7 separate regions of the Mus musculus genome follow, and regions 1, 2, 3, 4, 5 and 6 are each linked to region 7. Evidence: chromatin contacts called from public HiChIP or PLAC-seq and promoter capture Hi-C data. All regions are on one chromosome and are shown on one strand. The core of a region is the stretch at or near the end of the contact, and the rest is flanking DNA. Distances in the headings are between cores, read along the strand shown.

The links. Promoter capture Hi-C pulls out the DNA fragments that hold promoters and counts their contacts. HiChIP or PLAC-seq counts read pairs in DNA pulled down with a chosen protein or histone mark.
Region 1: a contact with region 7 is called in a promoter capture Hi-C map of liver, with 2.4 times the contacts expected there. The contact joins the enhancer-like site here to the promoter of Sun1 in region 7. A contact is called at or near these places in 7 of 39 promoter capture datasets (the 3T3-L1 cell line, cranial neural crest, hippocampal neurons and 2 more), 5 of 115 datasets of contacts at active chromatin or transcription factors (bone marrow-derived macrophages, craniofacial prominence, embryonic forebrain and 2 more) and 2 of 9 other capture datasets (embryonic stem cells and macrophages).
Region 2: a contact with region 7 is called in an H3K4me3 HiChIP or PLAC-seq map of bone marrow-derived macrophages, with 4 times the contacts expected there. The contact joins the enhancer-like site here to the promoter of Sun1 in region 7. A contact is called at or near these places in 11 of 39 promoter capture datasets (the 3T3-L1 cell line, the HPC-7 cell line, the SN4741 cell line and 8 more), 1 of 484 Hi-C or Micro-C datasets (bone marrow-derived macrophages), 20 of 115 datasets of contacts at active chromatin or transcription factors (acute myeloid leukemia, bone marrow-derived macrophages, craniofacial prominence and 13 more) and 4 of 9 other capture datasets (adipose tissue, embryonic stem cells, liver and 1 more).
Region 3: a contact with region 7 is called in an H3K27ac HiChIP or PLAC-seq map of extraembryonic endoderm stem cells, with 4 times the contacts expected there. The contact joins the enhancer-like site here to the promoter of Sun1 in region 7. A contact is called at or near these places in 12 of 39 promoter capture datasets (the 3T3-L1 cell line, 3T3-L1-derived adipocytes, the C10 cell line and 8 more), 2 of 484 Hi-C or Micro-C datasets (bone marrow-derived macrophages and embryonic fibroblasts), 28 of 115 datasets of contacts at active chromatin or transcription factors (the HPC-7 cell line, T-cell acute lymphoblastic leukemia, acute myeloid leukemia and 21 more) and 4 of 9 other capture datasets (adipose tissue, embryonic stem cells, liver and 1 more).
Region 4: a contact with region 7 is called in a FOXA1 HiChIP or PLAC-seq map of pancreatic cancer cells. The contact joins the enhancer-like site here to the promoter of Sun1 in region 7. A contact is called at or near these places in 1 of 39 promoter capture datasets (hippocampal neurons), 3 of 484 Hi-C or Micro-C datasets (bone marrow-derived macrophages, cerebellum and embryonic fibroblasts), 6 of 115 datasets of contacts at active chromatin or transcription factors (embryonic forebrain, embryonic stem cells, large pre-B cells and 2 more) and 1 of 9 other capture datasets (adipose tissue).
Region 5: a FOXA1 HiChIP or PLAC-seq map of pancreatic cancer cells shows a contact between it and region 7. The contact joins the enhancer-like site here to the promoter of Sun1 in region 7. A contact is called at or near these places in 23 of 39 promoter capture datasets (the 3T3-L1 cell line, 3T3-L1-derived adipocytes, the C10 cell line and 14 more), 3 of 15 datasets of contacts at CTCF or cohesin (the NIH/3T3 cell line, pro-B cells and stem cell-derived epiblast-like cells), 2 of 484 Hi-C or Micro-C datasets (bone marrow-derived macrophages and embryonic fibroblasts), 38 of 115 datasets of contacts at active chromatin or transcription factors (the 230-238 cell line, the HPC-7 cell line, the SCID.adh cell line and 25 more) and 4 of 9 other capture datasets (adipose tissue, embryonic stem cells, liver and 1 more).
Region 6: a contact with region 7 is called in a FOXA1 HiChIP or PLAC-seq map of pancreatic cancer cells. The contact joins the enhancer-like site here to the promoter of Sun1 in region 7. A contact is called at or near these places in 5 of 115 datasets of contacts at active chromatin or transcription factors (T-cell acute lymphoblastic leukemia, bone marrow-derived macrophages, embryonic stem cells and 1 more).

Annotation. Positions count from the first base shown.
Region 1 is chr5:138,789,329-138,793,333 of GRCm38.p6, reverse strand. Fam20c (family with sequence similarity 20, member C) reads right to left here. Exons shown (of 10, transcript NM_030565.6): 4 at 55-147. Among named protein-coding and RNA genes, the nearest start is that of Gm5294, 29 kb to the left of the region's middle. Within about 2 kb of position 2,098, at least 3 of the 459 cell types and tissues checked have an H3K27ac peak or open chromatin away from gene starts, as enhancers often do. A contact at or near this core is called in liver, where this site is marked.
Region 2 is chr5:138,826,158-138,829,699 of GRCm38.p6, reverse strand. No RefSeq gene overlaps it. Among named protein-coding and RNA genes, the nearest start is that of Gm30206, 2.7 kb to the right of the region's middle. Within about 2 kb of position 1,644, at least 16 of the 459 cell types and tissues checked have an H3K27ac peak or open chromatin away from gene starts, as enhancers often do. A contact at or near this core is called in acute myeloid leukemia and bone marrow-derived macrophages, where this site is marked.
Region 3 is chr5:138,863,250-138,866,723 of GRCm38.p6, reverse strand. It overlaps the pseudogene Gm31891. Among named protein-coding and RNA genes, the nearest start is that of Gm30206, 40 kb to the right of the region's middle. Within about 2 kb of position 1,668, at least 32 of the 459 cell types and tissues checked have an H3K27ac peak or open chromatin away from gene starts, as enhancers often do. A contact at or near this core is called in extraembryonic endoderm stem cells, where this site is marked.
Region 4 is chr5:138,896,904-138,900,671 of GRCm38.p6, reverse strand. It overlaps the pseudogene Gm31891. Among named protein-coding and RNA genes, the nearest start is that of Gm38726, 36 kb to the left of the region's middle. Within about 2 kb of position 2,096, at least 39 of the 459 cell types and tissues checked have an H3K27ac peak or open chromatin away from gene starts, as enhancers often do. A contact at or near this core is called in pancreatic cancer cells, where this site is marked.
Region 5 is chr5:138,844,877-138,848,843 of GRCm38.p6, reverse strand. No RefSeq gene overlaps it. Among named protein-coding and RNA genes, the nearest start is that of Gm30206, 22 kb to the right of the region's middle. Within about 2 kb of position 2,218, at least 22 of the 459 cell types and tissues checked have an H3K27ac peak or open chromatin away from gene starts, as enhancers often do. A contact at or near this core is called in pancreatic cancer cells, where this site is marked.
Region 6 is chr5:138,692,695-138,696,590 of GRCm38.p6, reverse strand. No RefSeq gene overlaps it. Among named protein-coding and RNA genes, the nearest start is that of Fam20c, 60 kb to the left of the region's middle. Within about 2 kb of position 1,655, at least 98 of the 459 cell types and tissues checked have an H3K27ac peak or open chromatin away from gene starts, as enhancers often do. A contact at or near this core is called in T-cell acute lymphoblastic leukemia, bone marrow-derived macrophages, embryonic stem cells and 1 more, where this site is marked.
Region 7 is chr5:139,198,277-139,202,242 of GRCm38.p6, reverse strand. It overlaps Sun1 (Sad1 and UNC84 domain containing 1), which reads right to left and starts at 1,606. Exons shown (of 23, transcript NM_024451.2): 1 at 1,544-1,606.

The DNA.
Region 1 (4,005 bases), core at 849-3,348, 410 kb after region 7:
ATAGCTGAATCTGGATCCAGATGGCTCTTGCCAGTGTGAATGGAGGAGACTTACCTGTCCAGGTGGAAGGCAGCGATCTCCGCATTGTGCCTCTCATAGTCAGAGAAATAAAAAAAGTCAGGCGGCGTCTCCTGCTCTCTCGTCTGCCTGTAGAACACAGATAGAGACAGGAAGAGTCTGTCACAGAGGGGACTCTCTGGATTGAGGGGACAAGCAGAGGTGTGGGTGCCGCTGGAACTCAAGCTGACACCCATTTCTAGGTGTTCTGCTAATCAGCTGTCAGAGGATCATCATCGAGGGTTAAATGAAAGGGACTGTGATGGCTCAGTGGCTAAAGATGCTTGCTGCCAAAGCGAAGACCTGATTTCAACCCCCAGGACCCACATGGCCGGAGAAAAGCAATGCCTACAAATTGTCCTCTGACCTCCACATGTGCTGTGGCATGCATACTGCCCCTTCCCCCCGCCCCGGGCCCCATAAATAAGCCTATGTTTCTTTTAAAAATAAATTATAGGCAGTGGGGAGATGGTTCAAATGACTAAAATGAATGCTTTGGGACCTGAGTTTAATCTTCAGGACCCACACTTAAAAAGCCAGTTCTGGGGGGAGGTAGACCGGAGGATCCCCAGGGCGCACTGGCTAGCCAATCCAACCCTACGCCGTGAGTTTCTAACCAGCGAGGAGAAAAGAAACCCAAGGTGCACCAGGTGTGGTGGCACATGCTTTTAATCTCAGCATTCAGGAGGCAGAGGCAGGCAGATCTCTGTGAGTTCTAGGTCAGCCTGGTCTACAAGCAAGTTCAAGGTCAACCAGGGCTGCATAGTGAGACCCTAACTTTAAAACAAACAAACAAATCCAAGGTAGATGGTGTCTAAGGGTGACACCTGCTGTTGACTTGAGTCCAGGTACACACAGGCACATACATGTACGTACCCACTTGCACATGCTTGTACACACACACTCTCTCTCTCTCTCTCTCTCTCTCTCTCTCTCTCTCTCTCTCTCTCTCTAAATTATTTAAATTCCCAATGTGTCACACATTCAAGGCCCTAACCCCACAAGACTCATGGCTTCTTAGCTGTCCGTTTTGTTGCTCTGTTTCCTGAATTCTTCAGTGTAGGTCCAACACCCTATAGTAGCAGACACACTGTGTGCCAGGTGAGGACACATGCTTTTCCTGGCCCACACTTAGAAACTTCATCAGTAGGGGATTTGGGTAAAGAGCAGGCCCTGGGTTTCCATCTGTTGGGTCCTGTTGCTCTGTTCCTATGGCTGTGTATTCATTCAGTGAGGCTGGGTATTTGGTGATGACTTTTGCCCTGGCCCCAGAGGAACAGAGGTAGCACACAGCAAAGAACACATACTGTGGTCCAGGATTCCTGGTAATTCCTACTCCTGCCCCACTGCCTAACCCTGCCATGACATCTTCTCTTGGATGGCAGGTCTTGGAGGGTTGACGCCAGGCCATCTGGGGCTGTTCAAGAGCAGTGAGCAGGGAGATGCTAGCAGGCACATCAGAAGCTGCTCCCGAGCAAGAGAGGCTGCACTTGCCTCAGTCATGTCTGCGTCCCTGCTCAGAGGAATCAAAGTGGTGAGCGTTGGCCACATCTGGCCCTCTGGCAGATGGCCTGGTGTGGTTCACATCCACAACCACAGAAAGCCTTCTGCTGCACCAGGGAAGCTTTAGAGCCCTTGAGAGGAGCAAGCCTCTCAACTTAAGACACTTTCTATATCAAAGGGCATGACCCCTGAGCTCTCAGGACCCTGGGAGAGCAGCTGAGAAGAGCAGGGAGCTTGCTGAATGGACAGGGGAACCCTCAGGTCCCCACAGGGCCCTTTCTCAGTCAGGAAGTTCAAAGGTCATTTAATGCTAGCCAGGGACTCTCATGCACCCATCCCGGACTCACAGGCTGTTCAGCTTGGGTCTTGGCACCATGCCTCTGTGTGTGTGTGTGTGTGTGTGTGTGTGTGTGTGTGTGTGTGTGTGTGGTGTGCATGTGTGCACACGCGCACACGCCCATCCTCTCTAGGCACTAACACCCCTGCCTCCCACAGTGAGCAGGAGACAACCCTGGAAGGACTGGCATTTGACCTTCCCCGTCTCCTTGCCAGCCAAAGATACGGAAGCCAGGTAGCTATGAAAGGTCACCGTCACTCCACAAGAATCAAAGTTCCCTCTGCTGACGTAATTTGACCTTGATGTGGAATTGTTAGCCTGCCATTGCCCAAAGTCTTGTCTGAAGCAATGTTAGCATGAAATCTGGACCCTCCCCGGCTCCCTGCTTCCACCCTGGGCCATACATTCAAGCGAGAACTCCTCCCAGGATGTGGTCCTGGGGCTCAGCCCTGATCAGTGGGCACTTTCGGGCCTCCTAGGCCTGGATGCTCCCACAATGGAGTCCCACACACCTTCCAGCTTTAGATTCTTCCTTGCAGAGACACAGCTGAGGTTGCTGGGCCCTCCCAGTCCTCAGTCACACTGGCAGGTGAGGCTGATGCCCCCTACATTGCTGAGTGATTAGATTTATGTACAAGGTATGCACAAGTGGCCTGGGTGGGGTTCAGGTGGTGGGCAGTGGCCAACTATCTCTGATAGTTTCCTGACTTGATCAAACGTTTCCTCCTTAGTCTTCCAGAAGCCAGTGTGGGAAGGCGTGTGTGCATGCCTGTGCATATGCGCGCGTGTGTGTGTATGTGTGTGTGTGTGTGTGTGTGTGCTCGCGTGCGTTGTGAGGGGTAATAGGGGCCCATGGCTCAATGGCCACTCACTTTGACGGGCTGATGACTAGGAATGGCAGTGGCTGTACACGGGTGCATGTGAAAGCTAGAGGAAAACCCCGAGTGTTGTTTTTCGGGAGCATCCCATCTGTTTGTCTTTTGTTATTGTTTGTTTTCTCAGACAGATTCTCATGTAGTCCTGGCTGTCCTGGGGCTCACTATGTAGACCAGGCTGGCTTCAAACTCACAGAAACCTGCCTGAGTCTGCTTCCTAAATGCTGGGAGTAGAAGTTTATGCCACCAGGACAGCCTTATCCACCTTTTCTTTTCTTTTTTTTTTTTCCTTTCAGGTCTTTCATTGGCCTGGAACTCACAAAATTGGCCCGGCTGGCTGGCCAGAAAGCTCCTGGAATCTGTCTGTCTCAGACTTCCTATGCTAAAGTTACACATATGCACCCCAATGTCCTATAGTGAAAGATGAAAGAATCTGTCTCAGCCCTCCCTGGTCTCAGCCGCCTACTGTAACTAACTGTACGGGGCCTGTGCTCAGTGTTCTCTGAGGTCCATGCCTAGGCAAGCAGTTTAATGGCTGAGCTATGTTCCCAGCCTCCTCTCTCCCAGAGTGGGGGTGTCGACAGACTGATAAGCTTGTTGAATGGATATCTACCACACAGTGGCTGCTGAGGGTCCATGCAGGGCTGAGATGGTTAAGTTCTGACCACCCACAACAAGCGTGCATATGCTGACACATGCATACAGTCATACATACACACACACACACACACACACACACACACACACACAGAGGAACTCCATGTATATTAACAATGTGCACATGTGTGTGACACACAGACACCCTACGGAATAGGCTGATGGGGGGACTTTAGAGAGCAGGAGTTAAGACAAACTCCTCTGATGTTTTCTAGGTTCAGCTGTGCAGAGGGGACTTGAAAAGGCAGCCTGTGACTACCTCCCACCTACCTGAAAAGCCTCAAAGCTGGGGAATCTATCAGCAACTTTCCTCTGGACTGCATGGGCTCTGTAGGTAAAATACAGCTTGTGCGGGGCTGAGGACATGGCTCAGTTGGTAAAGTGTCTGTCTAGCGTGCATAAGGTCCTGGGTTCTATCCCCAGTACCACATAAACCAGGTGTGACGGTAAGCACCTGTGATCCTAGTACTTTCGGGGGTGGAGGCTGGAGGAACAGAGGTTCAAGGTCATTCTGGGTTACTTGAGATCTTGTCTTAAAATTAAAATTAAAATTAAAAAAAAAAAAGAAAAGGAAAG
Region 2 (3,542 bases), core at 395-2,894, 370 kb after region 7:
TGGACCGGGGTCCATGAGCTGACAGGGGACAGTTGGAGGCTGGAGATTCTAGGCCAACATCTGTCCCAGTCAGTTTATCTAAACAGAAAACCGAGAAATCATTCCAGACGTCTCAGAAGCTCTGAACACATGTGGCTCGTTCTGCCTTCGTGTCTGGAAACACTGACCCACATCTGTGCGCCCAGGGCTTTTGAGGGAAAGCACGTTCCAGCACCTACCCTGTGTTGGGACAGACCTAGGTCCAGGAAGTGTGGATGGCAAGGATGTGGAAGCTGGGGACATTTGTTTCTAGTGTGCTCCTGTTCCTTCTCTTAGCCTATGTCCCGTGTGACCCAGACCCTAGAGCCAATCACTCACCTGGATCCACAAGTCTCTGAGGCAGGTCTCCATACCTATGGAGGGAGGTGATGAAGCATCCCACTGCTCACTGCTGTTGCTGTTCACTGTCCTGCCTGGGCTGGAAGCTCTGTCCTGCCCTAGGCCACAGAGGCCTGGGCTGAGAAGGATGTGTTCCCACACTTAAAAGCCACAGGGGTGTTTATGAGGCTGAGCAGAGGAGAAAGGCATTACAACAAGGGATTGCATGTGTGAGGCAGGAGGCGTGACGTGACAGCAGCAGGTCAGAGAGAGCCAGCAGCCTACCCTGGACCAGACGCCATTCCCTCCTGATGGCCTGGCTGCCATCCTTGCTCTTCCATATGTTTTTCAAACATGCTGGGCCTCTGGTCTGTGATCAAATGTGTTACATGTGTGTGTATGTGTGTGTACGTACACGTGACTGCAGGTGTGTGATGTGCATGTCTGCGCTGTGTATGTATAGGTGTATGCTGTAACACTTCCTGCCTCACAGATGCAATCCCTTGTTGTAATGCCTTCCTTCTCTGCTGGCTTCATAAACACCCCTGTGGCTTTTAAGTGCAGGGACACAGCCTTCTGAGGCCAGGTCTCTGTGGCCTAGGGCAGGACAGAGCATCGCTGTGTGTTTTTGTGTGCACATGTATACACTTCCACTTGTGTGTGTCCAAGCATGTGAATCTGTGTGCTTGTATCAGTGCCTGGATCTGCACCCTGTGTGCTGGTGTTGAGGACGTATACCCACTCGGCCTGCCCTTGCACTTCTGCTGGACATGCAGGTCCCCCGGCCAGCTGAGTCTACCTGCACTCAGGCATTACAGGGGCATGGTGAGAGCTTCCGTACCCAGGAAATGCTGGCTGGGGACAAGTGGAATTGGTGGCCTGGGTGGGAGAAAGCATAAATCTCTTCTACTTGGATGCAGCTAGACTGGGAACGTGGAGGCCTGACTGATCTCCATACGCCTCAGCTTCACCTGTCTGAAGAGAACATTCACTCAGGTTGCTAGGTAAGGCCACTCTCCTGGTAAACCCCACATGAAGGGTCCAATCTTCCCCTGGCTGATGCTGCCTGCAGACTGGCTTTTGTTGTTTCAGGGACCTTCCAGAGAGGCAAAGGCTAGCAAGGCCTTCTGGGTCCCTTGCTGGACTCTTAGGTTCCTGCAGTGATCCCAGTGCCCCGTGCCCAGCCTTTCTTCCAGTGGCTTAGCCATCCCTTGATTTGTACAGAGTCCCAGCTGCTGTCCCTGCCTCCCAAGTTCAGAGGTCACCCTGGTCAGGAAAGAGCTGTCTTGCTCATCTAACTTCCTGTCTGGGGAGCAAAGCTACCCAGTTCCTTCCAGCCACGACCAACCACATCTACATTCGAGGTTAATAAGAGGTGGAGGCCCTGGGGGGCACTGCAGCAGATGTGCTCTGGAGGGCAGAGTAGTTCTCAGTGGGGGTCCTCTCACCAGTTCAGGGATTGCAAGAGGTCCAGGAGGATGGAATATGTGGCCTCCAAAACAGTCACATATCCCTTGCTCCTTGAATTCCACTGACACTTACAAAGAAAGTCTGGGAGTTGGGGACTCAGATCAATGTCACAATACTTGCCTAGCAGGTGTAAGGCTCTGGATTCTATTCTGAGTGCAGATTGGGGTAGGAAGACACAGAAAGAGCCTGAAGTTGGGCGTGGTGGTGCACACCTGTACTGTGAGCATCTGGGAGGCAGAGGCAGGATGGTCCCCGGTTCAAGACTACCTCTGTCTCAAAAGAAAATGTAAACCCAACTGTGATATCAACGCTCTGGAGGCAGAGACAGAATTATTTCAAGTGAGAGGCCAGCCTGGACTACATCGAGAGGTCCAGTGACAGAGCCCGGGATGTGGCAGGTCCCCAAGCTGGGTGAAGATGGGGATGGCTGCATCACCCTTAGCTGAGGGCTCTTCTTTGTCACCTGGATTCTACACAGAGCACAGGGCCAAGCCGAATAAAGTCCTGACATTCTCATTTAATTTCCTCTTGAGAAATGGCAGCACCATGTGACCTCTCTCTGTGTTTATTATAAATCTAATACCCCGTGTTTCAGTTCAGTGAACGCACATCTTATTTGGAACCTGGGTTTGAAGTCGCCTAAAGCTGGCCGGAATGTAATTGTACTGGTGCATACAAGAGCCTGTTAATTTCTGTTGGGCCTCACAAGCTCTGCACTGGTTTGGGGACTGTCCCTCCTGCACAGTGGGACAGCGTGAGGACCAGGCACTTTTTGCCCAGGATGTGACTGGCATTTTGTGCACTATGAAAATGAAAACGTAATTTTGAAACTGTTCACAGATTGTTTGTTTGTTTGTTTGGACAACAACAAAAAATCATATTACAAGCCATTAGGCCAAGCCCTTTTCTCCCCTCCCCTCCCCTCCCCTCCCCTCCCCTCCCCTCCCCTCCCCTCCCCTCCCCTCCCCTCCCCTCCCCTCCCCTCCTCTCCCCCCTCCCCTCCCCTGTCCTCCCCTGTCCTCCCCTCCCCTCCCCTCCCCTGTCCTCCCCTCCCCTGTCCTCCCCTCCCCTGTCCTCCCCTCCCCTCCCCTGTCCTCCCCTCTCCTTCCCTCCCCTTCCCTGTCCTCCCCTCTCCTTCCCTCCATTTTCTCCCCTCCCCTCCTTTTCCTCCCTCCCTCCCTCCCTTCCTTCCTTCCTTCCTTCCTTCCTTCCTTCCTTCCTTCCTTCCTTCCCTTCTTCTTCCCCTTTTTGATGTAACTCCTCCTGAGAAAGTGGCTGGTCATGGTGCAGCAGCAGACCAGCAGCTGAGCCACAGTGGGGGTTCTGGACTGTTCCAGGTCACCTTATCGTCTGAATAGTGATTCAGCTAGTAGATAGCATGTCCTGTTTTTCACAATATTGCATTTACTTATGCTGTGTGATTGTGCATATTTGGGTAGATTGTCACAGAGTACATGGATGTCAAGGGACAGCATTCAAGCGTTGGTATTTTCCTTCTACTGTGTGAATGTGCAATGTAGGAAAGCAGACACCTTACCCACTGAGTCATCAAAACAGGTTTTTGTTTTGTTATGTTTTTGAGATAAGATTTTACTATGCAGCTCTGGTTAGCCTGGAACTCACTGTGTAGCCTAGGCTGACCTGGAACTCCCAGAGATCCGTCTGCCCCTGCTTCCCAAGTGTGGAGATTAAAGGTGTGCAGCACCAAGCCCTGC
Region 3 (3,474 bases), core at 419-2,918, 340 kb after region 7:
AGAAGGGGAATGTGAGAGTGGAACTGAGAGGCGAGGAGGGAGGGGGGCTGTGATTGGGATAGTAAATAAATAAACAAACAAACAAATAAATAAGTTTAATCTCAGCACTCGGGAGGCAGAGGCCTGTCTGGTCTACATAGTGAATCCCATGCCAGTTAGGGCTACATAGTGAGATCTTGTTTTGTGGAGAGGAGGCACAGAAAATAACTTCATCATGAAATTAAAATGAAAGAGTAATTATCCCTGTGAACTTAAGTTTCCTTCAAATGAAAAACAAATTAACTGAGACGCATTTAACTTCACGGTTAGACAGCTAACCCAGGATGGCTTCTGCGGGGTGAAAAGAGTTTCTTAGGGCAGCAATACATACACACATGTTTACACACAGACATATGTTCATAAATACACCTGTGTGTAGGCAAATGTGTGTGTGGGATGCAGATGTGTACACAACACATATATGTATGCATATGCAAGTGTACAAACGCACTGATGTATACAAGCACACATGTGTATGTATGCAGATAACATGTGTATGGACACAGACATGTACACAAGCAAGTGTACATGTGTGTGTGCATATAGGTATATGTATGTGAAAGCATAGATATGGGCATAGCACACACATGTGTTCATTCAGACACATGTGCATAAGCACACATACACGCACACAGATGCATGTGAAAGCACATACTCACAGTCTCCAGGAGCGACAAGGCTCTGCCTCTTGCTGGTTTTGCTTCTCTCATGGAGAGCCTGGTCCCACCCTTGCTGCCCTGTGACCTTGTGCCTTGTTTAGGTGGAAAGGAATTTCTACATCGTTATCAGTGTTCCCAGCTTCCCTCTGTTGAGTCTGGTCAGCCATACCCCTATCTCCCCAGAAATCTGTCTATTTCATCTCAAACAGCAGTTGCATCAGGGTAGACCACAGGCACCGCATGTCCAGAGCTAGTCTTCACAGCTGCTCTACAAAGTGCCTCTCAACTCCCTGTAGCCCTGGTGCCCCTCACCAGGCAGGAACCTCTGCCCTCCTGGATCCTGTCAGCTGTCCCTCAGTTCTTCTCTCTGAAGACTCTACCGACTCAGTTTCCTAGGACAGAGGGAAGCCTCTCTCCTGCTCTCCCCTGCTCCTGAGAAGGTACTGCCCTCACTCTGGGCTTTAGTCATTCAAGCCTGGGCAGGGGACCAGATCGAGACTGCCAGCTGTAGCCTGCTGCCTGGCTTTTGGCACAGGCTGCACACCTCTGATGGCTGCTGGAGGTTTTGGGGATGGCATCACATGACTTTGGATCTCCCAGGATTCAGAAAGCCCCAGTGGCATGGTAGCTTCTTTGGCGAGGACAGGTCAAGAACAGCTGCTATCCAGGGCAAACCTACAGCACCATTCTTCAACTTTGGATGATGCTACCAAGTCAATCAGTTTGTGTCTTCCTTACCTGGGTGGGCTGCCCCGTAACCACACAGAGAGGGTAGGCCTTAGGACTTAGAGCAGTGTTCTTTGTGCAGTGGAGTTGCCAGCTATGAGCGTGCAGGGCAGGGGTATTTCTGTTTCAGGAGCCAGCACAGGGCCAGGGTTTGAGGACCACATGGGGCTGGTAGGTGGAGCCTCCTTTCCTCCTCCAAATAAAGGCCCGCTCTCCTCACCCTGGGCTGAGCAGTAATGATTAACGTGGCTGGCTCTGTTCTCTTTGTTTCTGCTGGGCTGGGACTGTGGATGCGGGAAGTAGGGGACACACAGTCTCTCCCTGCTGCGCATGAATGCTGGGTTTATCTTCTCTTCAGGCTTCTCTGGTTTCAGCGCCTTATTTGTTCTGACATAGATGGGCTTTATCTCCAGTTCCTAATGGCCAATGGAACCCCAGATAGTTCCTCAGAGGCTCTGGCCCACTGTAGGTGTGCTGATGGGATTGACCATGCTGGGTCTCTGAGGAAGACACAGCCCACAAGGGTCCTTGTCTGTGTGACTCTGTCCGTTGTTTGTGCTCAAGGGAGGCAAGCAGACAGAGCAGAGCAAGAAAGCCTCCCTTAGCAAGGGGTGGAGGCCTTGGGGATAAAGACCTTTCAGAAAACCTTTGTACTGGGCACTCATCTGTGGTCATACTGGGTGCTCACCTGTGCTCATACTGGGTGCTCACCTGTGGTCATCCTGGATACTCATTCATTCACCTGGGACAAGTTGGTTCAGCAATTGCTAAACCATATTCAGTTGCTGCATAGGCTCTAGATGGTGGGGCCTGCTATTTTTCCTGAAAGAAATTTCTAGAAAGTACTTCCTCATACCCCTTTCTTTTTTGCTGGTCTCTGATCCAAGCCTCAGTAAGTTGGACATGTGCCCTGGTTTAGCTCTGGACAGAGTGGATGGAGCCCCAGGGCCTCTGGGGGCTGCAAGCTGGAGCTGCATCTGCCTGCCCATCTTGCCTTGTGTTTCCTCCCTGAGTCCCTACTGCTGTGCCCTAGTCTTCCCCCATACTCCCCCCAGGTCCCCCCACCCCCTGTCAGATTACTAGGCCTCCAGAAGCCTAAAGCCAGGGAACAATATGGCATAACCTGGCAGGTGTCACTGGAAGTCTGATTAGATTTTCTGCACAGCTGAGAATGTAAATATTGGTGAGAGTCGGAAGACCAAGTCATCTCTGGCAAGATATTACGTCATTCCAACACCTGCTCTGGACAGAGCTCTAAGGGCATGTGACCCACCTCATGGCTGGCATTGCCACAAGAAGCTGATAGGTGTTGCCATGAGGGACACAGTGTATGACCAGCTGCGTGTTTGCAGAGCTGGCAATACCGGCCACTAGGTCCCAGCATGGGACTCAGCAGGCCCAGCTGTCTCTGCCTGGACACTGGGCCAAACAGTGAGTTCTCTGGGCCCCCGGAACTTATCTTGAGTCAATAGAGACTCTGGGCAGCCACAGAGGCTGTTGACCAGGCCAGCAGACAAGAGTGGCATTCAGGTCCCTAGCTGGTTTCCAGTGAGCTCAGCTGCTCCACAGCTGGGGCCAGGGACGGCCTGCACCCCACCCGCCTGCTGGGCCTGTTTTCCTGCTGGTAAACAAGGAGCCTGGGAAGGGTCAGAGCTCTGGGCATCAGTGGAGCAAGGTCTTTATTATGTATAGCTACAGGCACCTGGGGGGAGGAAGCTGTGGTAGAACACAGAAATAGCCACACCATGGCACCTGTGGGAGGACAGTGGGCAGATTACCCTTTGAAGCAGGAACCATAGTGTAGTGACCAAGTCCTGCTCTGGGGGCTAGGGTTCTTCAAGATATCATTTGATGACTGAAAAAGTTGAGGAGGGGTCACTAGAACAGGCAAGAGCAAAGAGGATGTTCCCCTGAACCCTGAGGACTCACAACAAACCCCATACTGCCCTGTCCAAGCTTGTTGTAGGTCAGTAGGTAGAAGCGGGTCTCATTTCCTTGGGCAACCTTGAGTCTATGACAAAGCTGAGGACACACAATGAGGACCTATCAG
Region 4 (3,768 bases), core at 847-3,346, 300 kb after region 7:
TCATCCAGACTAGACTAATTGTGTGTGCCAGGACAGTTAGAAAACTTGTCACAAAAACAACGCATATGGAACCTGCGGAATGACACCTAAGGTTGTTCTCTGGCCTCTACATGCACGCACAACTCAACACAAACGTATGCACACACATTAAAACAGAACAGACAAACAAGTAAACAAAAACAGGCTCATGAATGTAGCTCGATGGTAGAGCTAAGAATCTCTCGATGAGGGGCTGGGGGTGTGGCTCAGTGGTAGAGCTCCTGCCTAGAATCCCCCAGGGAGGAGCTGGGGTGTGGCTCAGTGGTAGAGCCCCTGCCTAGAATCTCCCAGTGAGGGGCTGGGGTGTGGCTCAGTGGTAGAGCCCCTGCCTAGAATCTCCCAGTGAGGGGCTGGGGTGTGGCTCAGTGGTAGAGCCCCTGCCTAGAACCCCCCAGGGAGGAGCTGGGGGTGTGGCTCAGTGGTAGAGCCCCTGCCTAGAATCCCCCAGTGAGAGGCTGGGGGTGTGGCTCAGTGGAAGAGCCCCTGCCTAGAATCCCCCCAGGGAGGGGCTGGGGGTGTGGCTCAGTGGTGGAGCCCCTGCCTAGAATCTCCCAGTGAGGAGCTGGGGTGTGGCTCAGTGGTGAAGTCCTTGCCTAGAATCCCCCAGGGAGGGGGTGGGGGTGTGGCTCAGTGGTAGAGCCCCTGCCTAGAATCCCCCAGGGAGGGGCTGGGGGCGTGGCTCAGTGGTGGAGTCCTTGCCTAGAATCCCCCAGTGAGGGGCTGGCAAGTGTGCCTTGGCAGTGGAGTTCCTGTGCAGCATGTGAGGTCCTCGGTTCTGTCCCCAGGAAGCACATACAGCTTGGACTATGTGCGATATCCTTCATCTCTTCCTAAGATTATTTATGTATGTCACATGAACAGGATGAAAATGCTGTCTGTTGGTGCTACTGTGTATCACTTCCTAACCCTGATGTAAGGACATCACCTGTGACTTCAGCTTAGGTATGTCAGGAGCATTTTCTTGACACCTCAGCAATTGGCTGACACCACACGCCCTGCCCGCCTTTCCCCAGGGCTGGCAGTGAAATATTCACCTTCTCTGAAGCCTGGTTATCTTGGAACAGGCTCTGCCATGGGTGGGGAGGGCGTGGTGACAGGCATGTGTGGCAGAGAAACTACCTGTCTAAGAGACACTGGAGGAGATGCCAGCCTGAGGCCTGGGGCTCTGTCTTCTGCTCAGTATCTTCCAGGCTCTGTCACTCATCTGTATGGCTCCTGCAGCTACTCCCTTCTCTTCCTCAGCTCCATTCTACTCAAAACATCTGCAGAGACCATGTGCCCTCCCTGGGTCTCCACAGGAGTAACTGCAAGCTCTTCAGGGTCCAAGCTTGAGTCTTGCCAACTCTGAGGCTTTGAATAGACACCTTGCTTTTTTTTTCCCCTTGTCGGTTGGGATAGTCTATGAGCTCGGACTCATGAAGGCATCCCTTGACAGATAAGTGCCCATGGGCAGTCACCCTGGAGGGCGATGGCTAGTACTCATGGCCCCAGAAACCCTGGCTCAATAGGAACCTTTACTTACAGACACTGGTAGACTGGACCCCTGAGCCTACCCATGGGGCTTATTCTACCTCAGCTAGAATGGCACTAGCAGACAGGGCTGCCGACCACCAAAGCAAGGGGTTCCTCAGGGTGAAGATATATACGGGAAGTGAATTCCAAGGTGCCTAAGTGACAGGTCAGAACCTCTCTATTGTCACCTCCAGTTTGTTCTGGGAGCTCAGGTGCCCCTTCGTGCACTGAGAAAGCCGCCATGCTCATTCGTTCAAAACCTGAGCGGGCTCCAGCTGCCAGCACAGAGTGAGAGGGCGATGCTCTTGTCAGGCGAAGGCTGAGGGGTCTCATCAACACTCTGGAGGGCACAGCCTGGCTTCAGAGCAGTGCTGCATGGCACCATCCCAGCTCTCCCGTCCTCACCCCGAGCTGTGCCCTGCAGACAAATACACATTCCTCAGCAATGAGATCAGCGGGCCCCCAGCAGGAGCTGCTGGGGAACTTGTCCCCACTTGTGATGACAGTAGGTCAGATCACCACAGCTGGAAACCAGGGGAGTTGTGTCCTGGGGCCAGCTGGCCTGCTGCAGTCTCACACTGTCTAAGACCTGGTATGCAGGAGGTGAGAGGAGCCCCAGGCTGGGCCGGTTCCTGCCCGCCCAGGGATGGCCACTCCACAGAGGAATTGGGGCCCATCCTCAGGTGGCCCCCAGGCTCTCTTAGAAATGTGAAACTTGAGGATCTGTCTTGTCAGTTTATAATCGCTATTTCCTTTGAGGTGTGTCAGGGCTCCACCCCTTGGCCTATAGTCTGACCCCACTCCGGACTAAGACCCCCAGTAGCCTCATGCTCTGTGTACAGCTGGCTCTCTAACAACCTGTGGCCATCATGTCCACCTGGAAAATGGTCCTGAGCCAACACTGAGCTCCACACATCTACTTTAGAGGCCCGGTGGCAAGCAGCCCACTGTCTACTGAAGGCCCAAGACTCTAGCTTTACCCCTTGTAACAGGACAGCTGTGGGCCACAGTGTGGGCCACAGTGATGTCCTCTGTTGGAACCCAACACTGGCTTGTGTTGGCCTCATGACTAGGAACCTTGCTTGGTCCAGTGCTCTGAGCTGCTCAAAGCTTAGGAACTGTGCCTAGCAGAGCCCACACCCTCTCCTTGGCCCAACTGGACAGATGTTACCCAAGACCAGGGGCTTGCCACAGGGTTCTATCTTTAACTTTGGGGCAGCCATTTCCCTTCTATTCTGAGAGGAAAAAATTCCAGTGTTGCTGGGTTCAAAGGATTCCAGAAGATGAATCTACCAGAACAAGTGTGGCCTTCGCCACAGACCTCAAACATGGCTATCACTGTGTCCCATAAAGGTGGGGGAGGAGAGGGGCAGAGAACTGGACTGTGCTCAACTGGAATGAATTCCCAAGAGGCCCACTGCCTGGCTGATGTGTATGTGTGTCTTGCAGCTTTGGTCAGACTATCTTTCTGACCCACTTACACCTAGCCCACAACTCTGCCAGCCTTCCTAGCACCCACATCTGTATGCCCAGTGTTCTCCTGCTCTAGGCCTTTGTACCTCCCATCTGCTGTCTGCCTGCTGCACACATCTCTCAGATCCACATACCACCTGGTCCCTATCATTCAGGTCTCAGCCATTGATCAGTTCTTTCCCTGACTTCCTGTTCAGCAGCCCTGCCTCTACCCTGGGACCCCACTTCCTGTTTTAGGGTGATCCTCATATCTAGGATGATTTTGCTTGTTGCATTTCTTACCTCCTGACTCCACCCCCAGGTTCTTTTTCTTCCCCAGTCTCTTTCTCAGGGCTCTACCTGTCTCCTGTCATATGCTAGGAGTAATGAATTTGTTTGGTGAATGAATGAATGAATGAATGAATGAATGAATGAATAATGCTCAAACTGCCCTGACCTTTTTTCTCTTTTGACATGTGTACATGCACTTGTGTGTGTGTCTGTGTCTGTGTGTGTGTGTGTGTGCGCACAGTCCAGCAGGTTAATCCATGTGGATGCCAGAGGACAGTCTTAGGTGTTGTTTCTCAGGCACTGTCCACGTTTTCTTTGTTTAATCTTTTGAGACAGGGTCTCTCACTAGCCTGGAGCTTAGTGATTTGGTGAGGTTGGCTGGCTGGCTGGAAGCCACACAGACTTGCCTGTCTCTGCCTCCCCAGAGTTGGGATCAGAGTACAAGGCACCCCACACTTGGTTTGTAACATGGGT
Region 5 (3,967 bases), core at 969-3,468, 350 kb after region 7:
TGATTCTCTGTGTGAGAATGGAACAGATCAAACTCTCCTTCCTGGGCCAGAACCCAGTGGGTTATGTGTCAGTGTCCATAAGGTCTTTGGGAGGTCATCTGGCCTTGGGGTCAGAGTTCCTAGGCCAAGTGTCAAGGGGCGCTAACTTTACGGTGAATACTCACTTTGCCTACAGTAGCCACACTTTCAGGTTGGAAACTCGGGTGGATATTACAAGCTTTGACCCTATTGGCGTTTCATGAGAGGCTATCTCATCCCACTCAAAGGCTATCTGCCATGTTCCTTCCGGATCTCCACTACCTGTGTTCCCACAAGACTGTTTGTTTGCCCTAACTCCCAGGCTTGCTGAAAGAGGCCTTATGAGTAAAGCAGGCGGGCTTGTGGGTCCACCCTGGTGTGAAGAGCCATTCCTCCTCCCCCTCCCCTCCACTATCATCTCATCCTTACTGACCCCAGATCGGGCGGGTGGCTTAGGATGTATGTCCCAAGGGGCTTGTTTTGTAAGAGTGGCCTTGCCATTGCAGCTGGAGCTGCCTGGGCCTGGTTTATGGGTAGCCCTCTGCTGCCACCTGGTGTCCATTGTCTGCCACGCACCCTTTCTACTGGACTTTGGCGTTGCAGATGTGCGCATGCTCCTGGCTGTTGCACGAGGAGTCCCTGGGGTGGGGTTACATGTGTTAAGTGTGTGTGTGTGTGTGTGTGTGTGTGTGTGTGTGTGTGTGTGTGTGTGTGTGTGTGTGTGTATTTTGAGGAGGATATTGGCACCCCTAAAGTCCTGCTGGTACTGGGCCTGACATCCACTCATGAACAGTGCTTTTTAACTGGGCACACCGCAAATTGGCAGAAGCAGCGCTGCACCTGGAGGTTCCAACCCCTTGATAGCAATGGGGGAAAGTGAGTCCCCACGCCTCCTCCTCTGTCCGTGGCCGTGGCCTTAGTGACTTTTTCGGTGGTCTGGCCCCCCATGGAGCGCATCAGTTCCGCTGAGAGCTGTAAAGGATGGAGGCCTGCTTGTGGGTGGAGTTGCATTCTCCTGGGGAGGAAGCCAGTGCAGAAAGTGTGCAGTAATGAATGCCCTCGCTCGAATCCTATGATTTAAGGCCACAGCGCTTCCTCACTGGGAAGTATAGTTCAAAAGAAATTACAGGGTGTGGGACTTGGGATGCTCTTCTGTGATCCTCCGAGAAAGGAGGATGGGGAGTTTCAGGCCAGCCTGAGCTACATAGTGTGACCCAGTCTTAAGAAAAATAACAAACAAACAAACAAACAAACAAATAACAAACAGAGGTTGGTGTTGTAGCTCAGTTGGTAATGTATCTTACTTAGCATGCAGGAGGCCCCGGAGCCTGGAGTCTGAGCACTGGGATTGTGGAAACAGGAGAATAAGAAGCTCAAGGCAAGAAGCTCAAGGCTATCTCCAGCTACTTAGCAAGTTTGAAGGCATCCTGGGCTACATATGAGCCAATCTCAAACAAAACAAAACAAACAATCAAAACAAAGACAAAAAGCAGATCAGTATCTGGGGAGAGGGGGGCAGGAATACAAATTTCTGTGAGGCTAAACTGGTCTGTATAGCAAGTTCTAGGCCAGACAGAGCTATATAGTGAGACCCCGTCTTTTAAAAAGTTAATCAGTTAAAAATTAAGTGAGAAGACACAAGATGCCTTTGCTGCCCTGCATGTTGGGTGACTTGAAGATCAGGCAACATCAAGGCCCTGGAGTCGGAACCCTCAGCCTTGGCATAGAACAGAGAGAAGGAGAGAGAAGAGGTGAACGCCCGGGACCTAGAGGGGAAGAGCTGCAGAAATGGGCTTTTATTTTAAGCACCTGGTGAGAAATTTTTATTAAGGGGAAGGCATGGGGCATGACCAAGTTCAAAGGTCCCCTGGCAGCAAGAAGGTTGGTGGGAGGGGGGAACACGTAACAGGTGCATGGCCTTGATGCACTCTGGGGTGAAAGGCTCAGGAGAAGCTGGAAGTGGCTTTAGAGTTCACCATAAAGGCTGGGGATTTGCAGGGAGTGGGAGCCAATGAGGCTCAGGGCCAACTGCCAGGTTTGAGCTGGAATCACCCACAGGTGTGATGGGATCCCGGCCAGGACGCTGTTTAAATGGCCCTGTTTTTGAGCTTGGTGTTACATTCTTCACATTATCTCAGTTACTGAGCATAAAAACCCAGGGCAAGGCGGCCCTTATCTGCTCTGGTGGCACGCTACCAGCTGTGTGAGTAAGGCTTTATTGCCCCTGTTCAAGGCACAAGGAAGCTGGCTGGGAGGTGACAGGGTTGCTGTTTTGGCAGCAGCCAAGGGCAACAGCAGTGACTTCATCTCAGGTCACACAGCACAAGTGTCGGGTGTGCGCAGTTTCAGTATTCAGATGCAACTCCCTTGATGGACGCTCACCAATTTCAAAGCATACAGTCCCACGGTGTTCGGTGTATTGATGGTGCTACACAGCCATTCCCACAACATTCACACAGCTTCTCTCCCCCAAAGAAACTAAGGGGCTAAGCAGGTAGCCCAGTCAGAAAAGCATCCTGCATAAACACAAGGACCTGAGTTCAGGTCCCAGGATATGTGTAAAGGCTTGCATGGTGGCACATGCTTGGGATCCCAGCTCAGGGAAGCAGAGGAAGGAAGATGTGGAGCTGCTCTGTGCAGCCAGCCAGCTCAGCTCAATCAGTGAGCTCTAAATTCAGTGAAAGACCCTGTCTCAAAAACTAAGGTGGTCAGTATCCTGACCACACACATGCTCGCGCACGCGCACACGCACGCACGCGCACACGCACTCACACAAACACACACGTGCATACACATGCATACACAGGAAACCATGTACCTTTTAGCAGTTACCCAGCTCCTGATGGCCACTGAGCCTATGGCTTTTAGCTCTCTGGCTACATCACATATATAGCCTACCCAGTGTGTGGACTTTTGTACCCACCGAATGTCCTCAAGGCCCATGGAACATTTCTGTCTTGTGAAGGAGTGGCAGTCCAAAGTGTGGCGTGGTGTGCCATTTTCGTATCCTGTCATCTGTCGATGGGTGCTGAGTGGTCCCTACATTTGAACTCTTACGATGCTGCTCTGAACATTCATGGGGAAGCTCCTAGTTTTAATTCCTAGCAAGTGGGGGCTGGAGAGATGGCTCAGTGGTTAAGAGCACTGACTGCTCTTCCAGAGGTCCTGAGTTCAAATCCCAGCAACCACATGGTGGCTCACAGCCATAGGTAATGAGATCTGATGTCCTCTTCTGGTGTGTCAGAAGACAGCTACAGTGTACTTATATATAATAAAGAAGCAAATCTTTAAACCAACAACAAAAAATGCCTAGCGAGTGTGTGAGAGTATGAATGGGGGGAATTGTATATACGGGGCTCGTATTTGGAAATCAGAGTACAGACTGGGGTATCCTCAGGATATCTTCCACCTTTTGTTCAAGACTGAGTCTCTCACTGGCCTTGAACTTCACCAAGTAGGCCACACTAGCTATCCTTCAAGCTTCTGTGTAGTCTCCTGCCTCCATCTCCCATCCTGCTGAGCAGTGATTATAAGTATGTGTCACAGTATCCAGATTCTACATGAGTTTTGGGTATTCAAATTCAAGTCCCTGTGCCATCTGGACAGCTCATGTTTCCAATTCGTTGGGTACACCCCGAGCGGCTAAGTTATCAGAGAATTTAGGTTAGCTTTTTCAGAAAATGCAAACATGTTTTTCAAGGCAGTGATTTCAATGCATACCCATCAACAGGGTAGGATGCTCTCAATTTGACCACACCCTCACCAGCCCTGTTTTGCCCATTTGTTTCTGTTGTGGGAGAGCAGGGCATGCTCATAGGAGACAACTTGTAGAAGTCCATTCTTTCCATCACGCTGTTCCCAGGGATCGAACTCATTGTCAGCCTTGGTAGCAAGTGCCTTCACCCACTACGCTGTCTCCCTGACCCAGTTGTCTCTTGTCCCTAGAGAA
Region 6 (3,896 bases), core at 406-2,905, 510 kb after region 7:
CACCCTCTAAGGCATGACACTTCTGGGGGGTGGGTGTAAGCAGGTCATCCAACAGTGTCTTGATGTGTGTGCATATGCTGACATACCATTGCGGGGATGCTGGACTGAAGATAACCCGTGTTCTCCCTTTGCAGAGACAAGGATGCTCTCTACTTGTGGCTGTTCTTGGTTGTCAAATTTGACCGTGTCTGGAATTAACTTAAACCCAAATGGCTGGGTACACCTGTGAGGGATTTTTCTTAATTAAATCATCTGAAGTAGAAAGACCCACCTTTACACTGAATCTTTTGGGTGAGAAGATCCGACTTGAATGCGGGCCATTCCTTCTCCTGGCAGCCTGTAAAAGGGACATAGAAGAAGGAAGCTCCTGCTCTTTGCCTGCTTGCCCTCGCTCTTGCTGGAAAGTCCATCCCTTCGCTGGCGTTAGAGCCTATTTCTCCAGGATTCTGGTGACCAGCTGAGAAATCTAGCCTCATGGACTGAACAAGTACAGGAGGGCTCTTAGACTTTCCCTTAGTAGACTATCATTGTTGGACTAGGTGGCCCACAGACCGCAAGCTACCTCAATAAACTCACTTACTTCATTCATATATATATGTATATATATATGTATATATATATATATATCTCCTTGACCAGTATACTATACTATTGAATGCCAGTTAGACGGGATCTAGAATCACCTTGAAGAAAAACCTCTGGGTATGTTTATGAAGAAGTTTCTAGATTGAGTTAGTTGAGGTAAGTGAGATCTCTCTAAAAATGAAGCAGCATCCCTGGGGCCCAGGAATGCCCCGAGACTGTGTTGCTTAGGCCAGGAGAAGTTGGTCCCTTTATAGCTAGTAAGGTGAAGCCAGAGGCAAGGGGCAACTGAGCAATGTTCATCCCCAGAGATGAGAGAGTGATGGCAGTTCGAGGCAGACTCATAATGGGTATCCAGTTCTACTATGGAGAACTGGAATGGCCTCCAAAGAAGAGAATCAGTTCCAGGTTTTGGTCTAAGTTATGGGTCAGAGACACAGGTGGCAGCTCAGTTTTTCTTAAGGATCCCTGCAAATGGCCAGCTGAAGAAGGGGCATGGGTCCCATTTCTGTTGTCCACAGATTGAATAGGTTTGAATGAAGGCAGGTTTACTAGGCTGGGGATGTAGGTCAGTTGGTTGGGTGCTTGCCTAACATACACAGAACCCTGGCTTGCATCTTCAGCAGAAGACAAATCGAGTGTGGTTACTGCCAACATTCAGGAAGTGGGTACAGGAAAATCAGCAGTTCAAGGTCATCCTTCCATATATATGGAGTCAGAGGATCGTCTGAATTACAAGAGACCCTGTCTCAAAAACAAGTGGATGAGTGAATGAATGAATGGGTCAATAAGTAGGTTTATTTTCGTCCTGGCTTTGTTACAAGATTAAGAGTAGCATTTTCTGGTGTCAATATGGAGTCCCAAGATGGTGCACATGGTCAAATGGTGCAAAACACCCTGTGTGGATATGTGTGTGCATACACGAATATGCACTCCTTCTGTCTCTCTAGGTTCCTATAAAGCTAGGAGGATTCATGCCTGAGGCTCCTCCCAATGACAACATCAAATCCTACTCTACTCTCAAGGCCCCACCTCTAACCACTAAAATGGGATTAAGTTGGCTCCCAGAGAGTTGTGTCTCACAGCTGGGGGTTAATTTCACCACAGGAAGTCTGGGGGAAAATCCCTAGCCTTAGTGGATAGTCACTTTACTGGCCAATAATTCTGAGTTCTGCCCATCCCTCCTATTCCTTTTCACTGCACCATTTGAAATTTTGAAACACACATAAAAAAGCAAACAAACAGAGCAAAAAGAGACACAAACCAGGCCCACCACACAGGAAGCTCAAAACTGCTGAGTAATCACGGAGACCACAGGGGTGTTTCCAGGGAGCCGAGCAGATGGCCGTGGGTGGCTGGGTGGCTAGGGAACAACACTTCCTGCCTGCTCCACAGAGGCACCAGGTCACCTGGGGACACTGTCTGGGTGTGTCTCTCCTGGACCAGTTCAGTCTTGAAATCCATGCTTGTCCAGGATCCCAGGACTTGCAGGGTAAAGAGGGGCAGAAGGGAGGTTGGTTGTGGTTGGAAGTGACCATGACCCTCCAACAAGGCCACATGGTCAGGTGGCAGAAGGAGAGTGCCTGCCACGTTATGGAATCTACACAGTTCAATCCACACTGGAAGGCAGCTAAGGCCCTGAGTACATAGTCTTCTGTGACAGACAGCCCAGGAGTCCAAGCAGCTGTTGCCTTTGCCTGGCAGAGCTGTTACTTTCTTGGCTAACACTGGGTAGGATTTTTGTGTCTTTCACATGCCATTGAGACAGAGACTAATGCAAGCCTAGATCTAGCAACAGCCCAGGAATGAACTCCCTCCCCCCCACCTCCCTGAAGGAAAAGCTGAGCCTTTGTTTGGAGACAGTCACACCCTCACACCCTCCAGAGGAAAGAATGATGTCCCCAGACTAGGTGGAGATGCAGCAGGGAGTGGGTGAGCTCTGTCAGGGTTTAAAGGTTCAACGGGCCACACAAGCTGTTTTGGAGAATAACAAGGGGAGTTGTCCCTTCTCAGACATGAACATAGCATGAGGCTGTCATGTGACAGAGATACCACTGTGAGACTCATCAGTGACATCAGTGAAAAAACACAGGCCACAGTAGTCTCACGGGCTCCTCCAGTTGATGAGAGTATTGACGGCAATTAGTAGAGATTGATTCAATCAATGATGTGGAATTGAGACGTTGTGCAGAAATCACTTTCCTCTTACTGACTCCCAAATAGCTTTGATTGGAAAATAACATAAAGACTGTCTTAGGGTTTCCAATGCTGTGAAGAGACACCATAGCCAAGGCAAGTTTTATAAAGGAAAACATTTAATTGGGGCTGGCTTACAGTTTCAGAAGTTTAGTTCATTATCATCATGGTGGGAAGCATGGCAACATCCAGGCAGACCTGGTGCTGGAGGAGCCAAGAATTCTACATCTTGATTCAAAGGCAGCCAGGGGGGGACAGGAATTCCACACAGGGCAGAACTAGAGAGTAGAGATGCCAAAGGCCATTCCCCCAGTGACATTTCCCCCAACAAGGTCACACCTACTCCAACAAGGCCACACCTCCTAATAGTGCCACTCCCCATGGGCCAAGCATTCAAACACATGAGTCTATGGGGTGGGAGGTTTCAAATCTATTCAAACCACCACAAAGACTAAGAGTCAGGCTGATGGTGCACACCTCAGCTCTCTAAAGGTGGGGACTGGAGGATCAGGAGTTCAAAGCCATTCTTGGCTACTGTGGTGGTTTGAATATGTTTGGCCCAGGAAGTGACACTATTAGGAAGTATGGCCTTGTTGGAGTAGGTGTGGCCTTGTTGGAGGAAGTGTGTCATTGTGGGCATGGGCTTTAAAACCCTCCTCCTAGCTTCCTGGAAGCCAGTCAACTCCTAATAGCTTTCAGATGAACTCTCAGCTCCTTTTGTATCATGCCTGACTGGATGTAACTTCTGGCCTCCACATGAGCACACACAGATGATCACATCTGCACATATGCATGCATAAACACACACACACACACACACACACACACACACACACACACACTCAAAAAGGCTAGGAAGATAAGATAATGTTCTACACTGACATTTTTCGAAAACTATGTGAGAAAACACAGAAAAATAAATTTAGTTGATATTGACATTATAAGTTAAGATAAAAAACAAAGGAGAGGGGTAGTTATAATGATTTAACACACTATTATATACCTGTCTATGTAAGAGTTTCTTGGAAATAATTTCCATTTCTACTGAAAAGTGAACAAAATGCACAAAAAGCAAAAACATTGTCATTAAAACAAGGAAAATGTCCAGTAGTGTTTAC
Region 7 (3,966 bases), core at 357-2,856:
TCCCAGGAAAAACAAAGGGTAAATAAATAAACTGAGGCCGCCAACCTTCGGGAAATAAAAAGTACCTCTCCAAATCTCTGGCCCAACTCTCCAGTGAGGACATGGGACCACACACCTGTGACCCCAGCACTGGGGAGCTGGAAGCACAGCACCCAGATTGCAACTAAGAGCCTGCTGGAGCTACCAAAGACCTACCCCCAACAAAAACCTAACGACCAAAAAGGTAGGGCAGACGATCCTATCAGACCCTCTGGTGACTAGAGCATAGACTCATGCCCAGTCCCCACAGCCTGGGTAGAGTTCTCCACAGCCTGCACGCTATAAAAGTGCCGGCCTGAGCCGGGCAGTGGTGGCACACGCCTTCAATCCCAGCACTTGGGTTCAGAGGCAGGTGGATCTCTGGGTGTTCCAGGATCACCAGAGCTGTATAGAGAAACCCTGTCTCGAAAAAGCAAAGAGTTCAAGACTGGCCTGGCCGAGGAAACCAAAAGAGAGAAGAACCAGAAATTACTGCAACTCTGCTCAAGAACATACCCAGGGCTGGACCCACAGGGCTGTGCACACCTGTGATCTAATCCTAGGTACGTGGAAGCAAGAGGGTTAGGAACTCAAGATCATCTTCTACTATATAGTCAATTCTAGGCGGGCCTGGGCTATCTGAGGACCTGTTTCAAGATGCCAGCTTAGTTGCACACATCCCTTTTACCCCAGCACTTAGGAAGCAGACACAGTCTGGATCTTTGTGAGACCAGCCTGGTCTACACAGCCGAGACAGTCAGAAGTACGTAAATGAGACCCTGTCTCCTGACACAAACAAAGGACCGAAAAGGAACATGAGGTTGGGACGCAGAAAGAAAAAAGAAAAGACCTTAGGAGAGATCTAAAATGTATGAACAGTCAGGTTAAAATTCGACACCGGTGCAATGGACGGAATGGTAAAATCTAATTAGTATTTGGTCCAGGAGGCGCGAAGCGCACACCGCAGGACTACACTTCACTCTACACAGCGGGGAGCACCAAAGTTCGCCGGGCTGACTGCATCGGGTCCCCCCGGCTGCATCCAAAAAAGCTCCAGCGGGCCAGCTTTGGTACCGTCCTGCGTGCCGGGCTGGGGGCGAAGGCAACTAACACGGGATAACAAGCTGGTGGCAGGGTGTGCAGGCCAGGGACTCGCTACCGGGCCCGCGCCCATCGCCGCACCTACAACACCTGTGCCCCAGAAGGGAGCGCCCCGGGGATGGCGCCTGCGTGGGTGCGCCTCGACGGGTGGCAGGAGACCCCGGAACCCAACACGCAGGGGTCCGGGGCGAAGGGGAACCAGAGTGCCCGGGCACACGAGACAACTGGACTCAGGGCGCCGGGGCGCGCGCGGCCTGGCAACGCGAAGGGCGTCACGCGCGTCGTGGCCAGTTGGCGGTTCCCACTTGGGGCCATCCCTGCAACCTACATCCCGGCCCGCCCTGAGACAGTCCCTAGTACCCGAGAGGAGTCCGCAGCGCCCACCCGCCTACTCGTCCCCTACAGCCCGCTGGCCGCAGCTCACCTGCCTCGCGCCGCCGCCTCAGGCCTCGTCCGCACCGCCCAGGCCCGGGACCGAAGACTCCCCACATCTACAGCCAATCGCGCGCCGCGCCGGGATCGGAGGCGGGAGCGACGCGAACGTCCGTCAATCCCAAGCGCGCCTGCTGAAGCTCCAGGCCAATGGGGAGGCCGCTGACCCGCCACGGCCCTGCGGGGGGCGGGGAAAGGGCGGGACGTGTGGCGTCAGTGGGCGGAGCGGGCGCGCTGGGACTTGAGGGGCCGCACCTAGGGAGGCTGCTCCTCTCCGGTGGCGTTAGAATTAGGATTCTGTGCAGAGGCGCACGCGCGCGCTGAGTTCCAGGCAGGGCTTCAGTGGGCCCAGAAGATCCGACTCCTGCTGAAGGAGCAGTGGGCTCCCAAACACATCCTCTTCTCAGTTGTCCCCGCGTAGCGTTTGCAGGAAACCTCCGACGCCCTGCCCTGCCCTGCCCTGCGGGCTGGAAGCCAGAGCCTTTTCTCCTGGGGACTCCACCCACCAGGCCCTCTCTCACTTGCGCAGTTTTGCAAAACCTTGAATTGCATTTGTTTTGTTTATAGGCAGGGTTTTATTCTGTAACCTTGACTGCCCTAAAACTCTACTGTAGACCAGACTGGCGTTGAACTCGCAGAGATAAGCCAGCCTCTGCGAAGCAGGACTTACAGGCGTGTGCCACCACGCCCCTCTTGGTTTTTCCTTTTTTAACTGTCTCACTGTGGCCTAGAATTCACGACATAGCCCTGACTGACCTCCAGTTTGCCACAATCCTCCTGCTTTATCCTCCCAAGCACTGAGATTACTACCATATGCCACAGGCAGCTGGCTAGCTTTCACTCTTTTCTAAAAGTGTGTTTGTGTGTATGTCTGTTTAAGTGGATGATGAATGTGTGTGTGTGTGTGTGTGTGTGTGTGTGTGTGTGTGTGCCTACAAAGGTCTCAAATGCCCCAGAGCTGCCAAAAGGGGATGCTGGCAACCAAACTACAGTCCCCGAATGACCAGCAAGTGCTCTTAATGGCTGAGCCATCCTTCCAGACCTTGGCTTTTACATTTTAAAAAAATTAATTAATTTTTTTTTTTTTTTTTTTTAGAGAGGGTCTCCATGTAGTCCTGGCTGCCCTGGAACTTGCTATGTAGCTCTGCCTGCCTCCACTGGGACCAGTAGCACTTACCACCATGCCTGGCTGGTTTTACACTTTTTAGAAAGGGTCTGGAGCTGGGAAGATGGATTAGTTAGTAAAATGTTTGCACTGTAAGCGTAAAGACCTGAATTCAATCTCAGAATACGAATTTAAAAAAACCAAAAGCCTAGTGCTGTATGTTTGTCATCTCAGTGCTGGAAAGCAGAGACTGGAATCCCTGGAGCTTGCTGGCCACCAAACTAACTTAACTTGATGGGAACCAACCCAATGAGAGATCCTGTCTCAGAAAACAAGGTGGATGGTGGTTCCTAAGGAAAGACACTAGTGAAGGCACATGCATGTGCACACATCTACACACAGACAGGGTCTGTTGCCATTGATGGCTTGGGATGCCTCTCTTTCCAGCCCAGTGCTGGGATTACAGGCATGTGCCCACATAGCCTGCTGCTGCAGCTTGTGATAGTCACTCAGGATGCACACACTCACCTCCTTATATGGCAAGCGTTTGACAATATGTTGATTTTTTCCACTGGCAAGTTGAGAGACTTTTCTGTAATAAATGTTAGAGGCTTTCGAGCCACATGGATATTTGTGGCAAACATTGAAGTCCACTATTAGTCAAGTGGGTGGATTTGGCAGGGCAGCTGGCTGGCTCCGCAGGCCAGAGAGCCCATTGTTTGCTGAAGCCTGGGCCAGCTGCTGGACATTTGGATTTTGTCAGTTAGAACTGTTGTGATTAAAGCTTTCTGTGCATTCAGAGGTAGATGTCTTTGTGGATATTTAGCGGTTTTGTCTTTTTTAATTTGACTTGTTTTTTTTTTTTAATTTTATGTGTATAAGTGTTTGTTTGCATTGTGTATGTGTGTGCCTGGTGTCCACACAGGTCAGAAGAAGTATCGGATCCCCAGAGCTTGAGTTACATATGGCTGTGAGCGATTTTGTGGGTGCTGGGAACACAACGTGGATCCTCTGAAAGAGCAATAAATGCTTTTAACTGATAAGCAGTCTCTTCAGCCCAGGTTTTGTTTTGTTTTATTTTGTTTTGTTTTAAGATGGAGTCTATGTAGCTCTAGCTGTCCTGGAATTTACTATGTAGACTATTCTGGCCTTGAACTTAGAGATTCACTTGTCTCTGCCAGAGATGGAGGAAGCCCATCTTCCTAGGTATTTATAAGAGTTATAATAACTTGGGAGGCGCCGGGCGTGGTGGCGTACGCCTTTAATCCCAGCACTCAGGAGGCAGAGGCAGGCGGATTTCTGAGTTCAAG